Regions from separate parts of the Mus musculus genome. Here regions 1 and 3 are each linked to region 2. The links are chromatin contacts, called in public promoter capture Hi-C maps. All regions are on one chromosome and are shown on one strand. The core of a region is the stretch at or near the end of the contact, and the rest is flanking DNA. Distances in the headings are between cores, read along the strand shown.

Evidence for each region. Promoter capture Hi-C pulls out the DNA fragments that hold promoters and counts their contacts.
Region 1: a contact with region 2 is called in a promoter capture Hi-C map of cranial neural crest, with 6 times the contacts expected there. The contact joins the enhancer-like site here to the promoter of Cdh5 in region 2. A contact is called at or near these places in 9 of 39 promoter capture datasets (the 3T3-L1 cell line, 3T3-L1-derived adipocytes, cranial neural crest and 5 more).
Region 3: a promoter capture Hi-C map of hippocampal neurons shows a contact between it and region 2, with 4 times the contacts expected there. The contact joins the enhancer-like site here to the promoter of Cdh5 in region 2. A contact is called at or near these places in 7 of 39 promoter capture datasets (the 3T3-L1 cell line, cranial neural crest, embryonic stem cells and 4 more) and 1 of 9 other capture datasets (embryonic tail).

What each region holds. Positions count from the first base shown.
Region 1 is chr8:102,975,040-102,977,739 of GRCm38.p6, forward strand. No RefSeq gene overlaps it. Among named protein-coding and RNA genes, the nearest start is that of Cdh11, 190 kb to the left of the region's middle. Within about 2 kb of position 1,347, at least 2 of the 459 cell types and tissues checked have an H3K27ac peak or open chromatin away from gene starts, as enhancers often do.
Region 2 is chr8:104,100,310-104,103,025 of GRCm38.p6, forward strand. It overlaps Cdh5 (cadherin 5), which reads left to right and starts at 1,316. Exons shown (of 12, transcript NM_009868.4): 1 at 1,316-1,423. All of the region lies in intron 1 of Gm29682 (predicted gene, 29682), which reads right to left.
Region 3 is chr8:102,706,301-102,709,000 of GRCm38.p6, forward strand. The region is part of intron 2 of Cdh11 (cadherin 11); the gene reads right to left. Among named protein-coding and RNA genes, the nearest start is that of Cdh11, 77 kb to the right of the region's middle. Within about 2 kb of position 1,266, at least 12 of the 459 cell types and tissues checked have an H3K27ac peak or open chromatin away from gene starts, as enhancers often do.

The DNA of each region.
Region 1 (2,700 bases), core at 97-2,596, 1.1 Mb before region 2:
TTTACTTTTATTATTAAAATTATTGGTACACAACCTATATTAAGTACCCACTCTTTTCTAGGTACAGTGCTACGTATTTAGCATATGCCATGTCATTTATCTTAACCAAAAATCCCTTGAAGAATATTTACTCATTTTATTTTTGGTTAAAAACAAATCCTGAAAATTAAAGATATTAAAGCCTTTACCCTAAGGAAGTGGCACTGTTACCTGAAAGAGCTGGTCTTCAAAATTTCAGATCTTTCTCTGGAACTCTTAATTTAAACTATGAAGAGGCTGGAGTGTGGGGTGTGTTTCACTCAGTGGGAAAGCATTAACCATTCTATGCAAGATGCCCTGGATTCAATCCCCAGCACTGGAAAAAGCAACCAACCATACAACAAAGAGATAGAATTGGGCAGTTTTAGGAACTAGGGTCATAGCTCAGTTGGTGGGGTGATTGCAAAGTGCTCATGAAGCCCTAGCCTTGACTCCAGCATTATATAAACCGAGAGTAATTGACAAGCTTGCAATCTCAGCACTCAGGAGGTGAGACAGGTGAATCACCTTAGTCTCCAGAGAAGGACAGGGCATGATAGTGCATACCCCCTAATCCAAGGACTGGGAGGCAGAGGCAGTCAAATCTATGTGAGTTTGAGACCAGCCTCCTATATATAGTGAGTTCCAGGACAGCTGGGGCTCCATAATAGACCCTTGCTACAAACAAACAAAACAAACAAAGCAAAGATCTTCTTTGACTATATAGAGAGTTATTTAAGGCTAGTGTGGAATAGAAGTGATCCTACCTGAAAACAAACAAGGAAAACCCTAAAGTACAATGGAATTTATTCAATATCATCACTTTACAAACAAGGAAATTTTGGTGAAATTACTGGTTGTGTCAATACTTCTTTAGCATGTGTGTGCCAGTCATGAATTCTGTGAAGGCTGAAGTCAAAACTGGAGAGTCTGACTCTTGGGGCTTCCTGAGACTCATACACACACACACACACACACACACACACACATTGCCTCTTAAATAATTGCATACCCAAATGACACACAGGAGTGGGGTGTCATTAACCAGGACGCTGAGCATTCCAGTTCCTAACTTTCTGCAACGCCAACTTTCCCATGGCAGTCAGACCATCAAGTCCTAGTGTATGGTGACATCACAAGGAATCAAACCTGAAACACAGCAGAGATAATTCCCTTTACAAAACAAATGCTAGAGGGAGAGACTACAGAGTAATTTTGCCAGATTTCTCAGCAATTCTCTCGAGATCATGCATGTTAATTGCTTATAGCTGCAGGTTAGTACTGCCAGTCCCATGTGACACCTAAGCAGGAATCAGCAGCCCCTTTAGTGGCAGAATTGCAGACTTAGTGAGGTGCTGAGGATGTCTGCTAGGACATGCTGCCCGTTCTCTGACTGCAGAGGCTTTCCAAGGCCTGTAAGCTGAGTCCAAGTTGACTGAGTGAAGCCCTTCTCAGCAGGAGTCTTGACCATGTTGTAGATTTAACTAGGGTGATGTTTCATTTGACTCGAAATATTGTGTTATTTCTGGAGTTCTATTCACTAATTCCGATTCCCCTCTAAGATTCTTGACCTAGAATCGTATGTCTTAAGTCCTGGGAGTCACAACCAAGCCAGTTCACTCTGGATTTTAGCAGTGAGGCAGAAGAAGCATGTTTTTGCTCTTCTTCAGATTCCCTGTCAGCAAATGCAATAATTGAAAGGAATGGTCCCTATGAACTCAGATCTTTGGCTGTGATTGTTCTTTTCCTTCCCCTGTATTTTCTTGTGCCCTGTCACTATCTTTCTCCCTCTTTGGCTTCCTCCCTAACGATCTTCACATGAACCATACTTAGGATTGAAATGCCATGTTCTATGGAGCCAGTCCCCTACTGGATCAGAAGAGCCAGTTGTGCTCGTTTCTTTCAGATTCTGTGATCAGTTTTCTAGGTCACTTGAAATCAGCCTTCAAGAGAGGATTTAAGCTACAGAATCTGGCACAAGAGACAAGTCAGAGCTATTACCTTCCATACCCTCCTACAGGGCCAGCTGATAAACATTTACAAGCTCACTGTCACCAGTTTCTGATTAGATTATTGGCCTGACTGCTAAGTTATTATAACCACAGGCAAACTAAATTACACATGTGTATGCACACACACACACACACACACACACACACACACACACACACAAACACACACGGGGGGTAGACAGTAATCAGCTTTGAAAGAGTTTAAGTTAGTACTAGGTGAGAACATTCAAGGTACACTCGGGAGTGTTTTACATTCTATTCGGCAGGAATACATTTTTCTTTCCGATGTCCATTTTGTATATAAGAAAATGGAGGCTCAGCAAAACTAAGCAATTTGGGTAACTACGCAGAATCGATAAGTAGCAGAAGCTCACTGGTTACTATTAGCCTGTGAAGCCAGAATCATTTCTGTTTCTGACCCATTCGGCAAATGAGGAAAGTATAGAGCAAGTCCTCACATTCATACACAATCCACTTAGCAACATCTACGTGGCAACAGGTCAGTACAACACAGCACAGAGGACTGGATCCTTGGAGAATTCCATAGGTAAATAGGAGCATGAAAAGTAAGGATGCTGGATGGTGCTTTTACCATGAACAAGGATACCTGTTAGAAGAACTAGAGATAGTTCACATTGGTTACTTGTATTTCACTATCTCAGGACGCTCC
Region 2 (2,716 bases), core at 66-2,565:
TCTCAGAGGACCTGGAGGGAGTGATTGGCTACACCAACTTTGCTTTCGTTCACCAAGCCCATGTCTCTACTTGGGTGTCTAATGGGCATCTCCAACATTACCTACCCCAAACAGAAAACCCTTTCTTCCCCCCACCACACCCCACCCTACCCCCACAGTATTTTCTCCATGCCCGGAAAGATCTGCTCTCTTATGGTCCCTCTTTGCCTCACTGAAAAGCAGGACAAGTTGGGGACTTCCCAAACTTTTATGCATGAAGAAACCCAGGCAATTTGCCAAAAGGTACACTCTGGGGGTCTGTCATTTACTCTGAGCCAGAACCCTGAAATTTTTACTAACCCATCACATAATGAATGAAGAGAATCTTTTTCTTTTTTTTTTTTTTTCTTTTTTTTTGGTTTTTCGAGACAGGGTTTCTCTGTATAGCCCTGGCTATCCTGGAACACACTCTGTAGACCAGGCTGGCCTCGAACTCAGAAATCCACCTGCCTCTGCCTCCCGAGTGCTGGGATTAAAGGCGTGCGCCACCACGCCTGGCTGAATGAAGAGAATCTTGACCTCATCTCCCCAGCCTCTTGGTCCTGAGGGACCCTGGTCTACCTACTGCTTTGCTGTCTTCTTAGCTCTTCTTACTTTTTTGCTGACTCAGACCTATGGCTATCTCCATTATACAGATGAGGAGACTGAGGCATGGATCCCTGGTTGGTCCATGGTCACGTGAAGCCCATCACCCAGTATTTGTAAAGTGAGATGGGCCAGGCTGGTACCTTGGAACTGAAACTCACACTGCCCTACCTGGAAGAATCTGACAGGCAAAATCTGCTGCTGAAAGTGATTGTCTGTCACGTTTCTCAGCTGCCCGACTCTGAGAACTCCACAGCCCCCTTTCGTTCCACCATACTACAGAGTCGCCACGGAAAGCCGGCTCTGTGGAGAAGCTGAGGTAGCTGGGTTTCTGTCTGGGTTACTCTGTCCAGCGAGGAAACAAGTACCTTAGACCCACTAAGCCTCTGCTTTCTGAACTGTAAAGTGGGGGATATGACACCTGCCTCCCAGGGATGGCTGAATGCTCTGGCAGAAGCTTAGAGCCCCCACAGCTACCCCTAGGCTCACAGCTCCTCCGATGAGACCTAGAATTGAGGTATGAGTTGAATACCCCAGGCAGGTCCAAGGCTTCCACGGGCCCAGGCTGACCAAGCTGAGGCCGCCCACCGTAGGGCTTGCCTATCTGCAGGCAGCTCACAAAGGAACAATAACAGGAAACCATCCCGAGGGGAAGTGGGCCAGGGCCAGTTGGAAAACCTGCCTCCCTCCCAGCCTGGGTGTGGCTCCCCTCTCCCCTCCTGAGGCAATCAACTGTGCTCTCCACAAAGCTCGGCCCTGGACAGACTGCAGTGGAGAGAGCCTTCTGCTCACGGACAAGGTAAGTGAGACTCCCAAATCCCTCTCTACTCCTGTCTCATGGAGATAAAACTGGGAGAGTCCTGGCTTGCCCGTATGGGATGGCCACTGTAGGACTCTCAAGGGAACACAGCCTCTCCGGAGCCTGAGTCTCTCTGCTGGGGCCAGGGTAGGGCTAAAAAAAATGCATATCTCTTAGTGTGCAAGGACACAAACGGTTATCTCAGAACCAATGTTCAAGAAAGACTCAGCAGCCTTGTAAGTAGACTGTCGTACTCAGGGAAACTCCAGTGACCTGGAGCTTCTATGACTACCAGGCTCAAAGAGGATAGGATTTCCACTGTCACTCAGCAAGGACAAGGGCAGAGGACTGGAGTCTGGACCTTGGATTTGAGTAGGATCTGCTTTGTGTGGGATGGACAAATAACGGCTCTGTGATTCCCTTCCCTATCTACCAGGATTAGCTCTGCCTTCTGCCCAAAGGACAATCTGGTCCAGAGCTAAAGAGATAGATTTCCCAAGGTCTGACTTATATTCCCCTGCCCCGTTATCTCTACCTACAACACCTCGAGGGACTAGGGTGGGATTTGGGGAGCTGAAAGGGGTACTCGTTCCCTCTGTCAATATCTCCCACTTTCAAGATGGGCCTTCTGAGGTTCAGCTCTGGGCACTTGGAGTCCCATTTATGAGCCCTCTTCCCTCATCTCCCCTAGACTCTCAGAGCCTGCTTTGTGTTTCGGCAGTTGCAGGCAGGAAGGTAGCCTGTAGTTTCTCCCCCAACACCAGATACTCAGAGCCCAGAGCTCAAGAATTCTTGTGGCCGTACAGCTCAGCAAAGTCTCTGGAAGGCCCTAGAGACAAGGACCTCTGAGCCAAAAGCCCAGCTCAGAGACAGTGACCCTCGGCACTGATCCCAGCCTACTCACTTCGGTGTGGCCTTGGGACGGTAACCTAAGGTCTCCAAACCTTCATTAGGAGAGGACATTTTTGGATGCAATTCTATTCACAATCTGTGGTGAGCGGTGGAGATGGTTCATGCAGAAAGAATATTCCGACAAAACAATGGCTCCTGGATTTACTATCCAGTCCCAAGGAGGTAGATAGGGTAACTCTGTACTCAGAGACAACAACAGAGATCCAGAGGAGAGTTAGTGTGAAAATTGAGTCAGAATGACGATGGGAACTTAGATTTAGTCCTCCTCAGCACGGGCTCTTCCTGGAACCTGTGACTACATGGGGTCTCTGGCTTCTAGACCATAAAGTTGTAGAAACATCTTCAGTCCTTACTTGTGATATACACTCTTGGCTCTGGGCT
Region 3 (2,700 bases), core at 16-2,515, 1.4 Mb before region 2:
TGCTGATTAGCAACCTATGTTCTAGAAATCTAAACTGCTAATGGCTATGAGGCATTGCTTGTGAGAGACAGTGATGCACTGTAGAATTAGGTAGAGAGTGATTCATGTACTGTTTTATGACGACTAGCCAAGATGTTACTTTCCATGTGCAAATTTTGTGACATTTGAATACTATATATTTTGCAATTTTAAAGTGTGTTTTACACCACACATATAATTTACAGTAAATTTTGTTACCTATTCAGAGAGTTAGGCTATGTTAATACAGCCTGAAAGATATGGCAGATAGACTGAGGATTTTAAGTCCTTCATGTAGGAAAATAGGAAAACATATATCCATCCTGCAGATGTGAATCCAAGTATATCATCAGTTCATGATATGCCCCAGAGGTTTCAAATTGGTGTCCTCATCTCTGGGCCCCACTGCTACAATGTCCACATTTTTCTTACTCAATTCCACTGGTTCTGAGAAACTGCAGACCCTGGAATATAGGAAGAGCATGGACGGGACCAACAGCCACTAGGATTTGTCTCTGCAGAATGTTTTAAGCTTTGGAAAGCCTCTTCTCTTCATTTCGCTCATCTTTTTCTATAGGAACCTTGTGAGACTGTTATATATGTACCACAGAGGTGAAGTATCACCTAGTTGCAAAGACATGAAGAAAAACAAACCATACCTTTTTTTTTTTTCTTTCTTTTGTCTGTGTAGAGGATACTGGATTGTCTTTCCCAGTCATTCAATTGTCTCCTGTGCACTTCTGCCTCTATTTTCAGGACCATTTCTCTCTAAACTTTTCTATGCATCAAATTTCCCTGACGCAAGAGAAATTTCTAAGTGAAACCCTAGAGATGTGGGACCCATGGATGTTTAGAAACAGAGGTTAGAAAGAGCTGGCCTGTCTATCGATGGGGGTGTTGTCTATTTTTTCCATCGTAGAAGAGAAGATCTGTGTTTCCTTTGTAAGGAGCATGTCTAGATTAAAGCCACTTAAGTCATTATCTCCCCTGCATTCAAGAGAGAGCTTTGATGTCATTCTCAGCTTCCTAACTTCAATAAGGGGTCAGATTCTCATCCTGTTCAACGGGATGAGAATCGGACGCGGGATTTGTAAACAATGCTGCGTTTCTGTTTCTTTCAGGGGTGGGGGAGGATTTTTATTTCCCTTGTAGACAGGAAACTCAGCTTCACCAGGTTTCAGCTGAGAAGTCAGGATGCATTAACCTAAGCAGTAAGATCAGAACAAAAGCTCTGTTTGTGATCCGCCAGAGCTCAGTTGAGGTAATCCCTGCTGGTGAGCTACATTCAGGAAGCCTAAATATAATTGGATCTTCCAGAATGAAAGGGAGCCGGGACTTAGCAAATGGAAAGTTTAAGGAGTAAATGGTCTCTTTCCCCATTTCTCTGCAATTTGGTTAGCTTTTAAGGAACTACACGAAATATCTATCTCCCTACCAATCCTTTGTTTCTCTATCAGTATTTAAAGGATTTGTACTTCCTAAAAGAGATCTTGATAATCTTGGGCCATTTTCCCCCATTGATAGGCTCAGATATGGAGTAATGGCTCCTGGATTCCAATCTTCAGCTTAACAGGCTACTGATTATATAATAATCAATACATAGGTCACTGAAAATTTGTAACTTTCAGAGGAACCATATCTCTGATATACCTATATCAGCGCTTGCCAATGGGAAGCTTCCCTGAACTGGCAAGATTTATGGCAAGATTTAATAGCACATGGCATCCAGGTGTTACCATCTATGTGATAGTATAGGCAAAGAAGATTGCAATAACCTAAAGAATCTAGGTCACATCTAGGGTTTTGTTGTTGTTGTTGTTTGTTTGTTTGTTTTAACCAGTATCTCCAAAGCTCCCTGGCACTAAACCACCAACCAAAGAAAACATATGCATGATGGGACTCATGATTCTAGCTGCATATGTAGCAGAGGAAGGCCTACTCGGTAATCAATAGGAGAAGAGGTCCTTGGTCCTGTGAAGGTTTTATATATAGCCCAGTATAGGGGACTTCCAGGGCCAGGAAGCCAGAGTGGGTGGGTTGGTGAGCAGGGGGAAGAGGTGGGGAGGGATAGGAGGTGTTCGAAGGGGAAACTAGGAAAGGGGATAACATTTGAAATGTAAATAAAGAAATTATCACATCTAGGCTTTGAAGCATTTGTAGGAGCTCAGTTCATGTTATAGTGAAAGCCAGGTTTCTTCATGGATCTCTGTGGGTCTAATTGTTGAATGCCACGGGCAAATGGTTCTCTTTGCAGAAGGACAATGTGTGAAAATGTCCTACTGACTTCAGAAGCAGTATGGTGTGTTGGGTGAGTGGTGAGTCTTGATAATAGCTGGCACAATAGCTCGGGGGGGGGGGGGTGAGGTGGCGGGGCACACTTTCTTTTTGAATAAAGAGAAAGGAGTGGAAAGCAGTGATAGCCTTGACAAATTTGCTGACTGAGGACAGAATTGATGTTTTTGCACCCAGTGATGACATTGAATTTGTTTCCTTCCTTCCCAAAGTAAAGCAGTCTTTATCCTGTCAACTAAATAGTGACGTCTTCCAAGTCATTTCACCCCATGGAGGTTCCATTGTCTTGCCTTTTAAAAGGCTGCCTTAGCTTGCCTCTGGTGTTGTATGGTAATACCACATGCCAGGGCTCAGTATACCACAAACTTTATTTTACTGTTTAAAACAGCA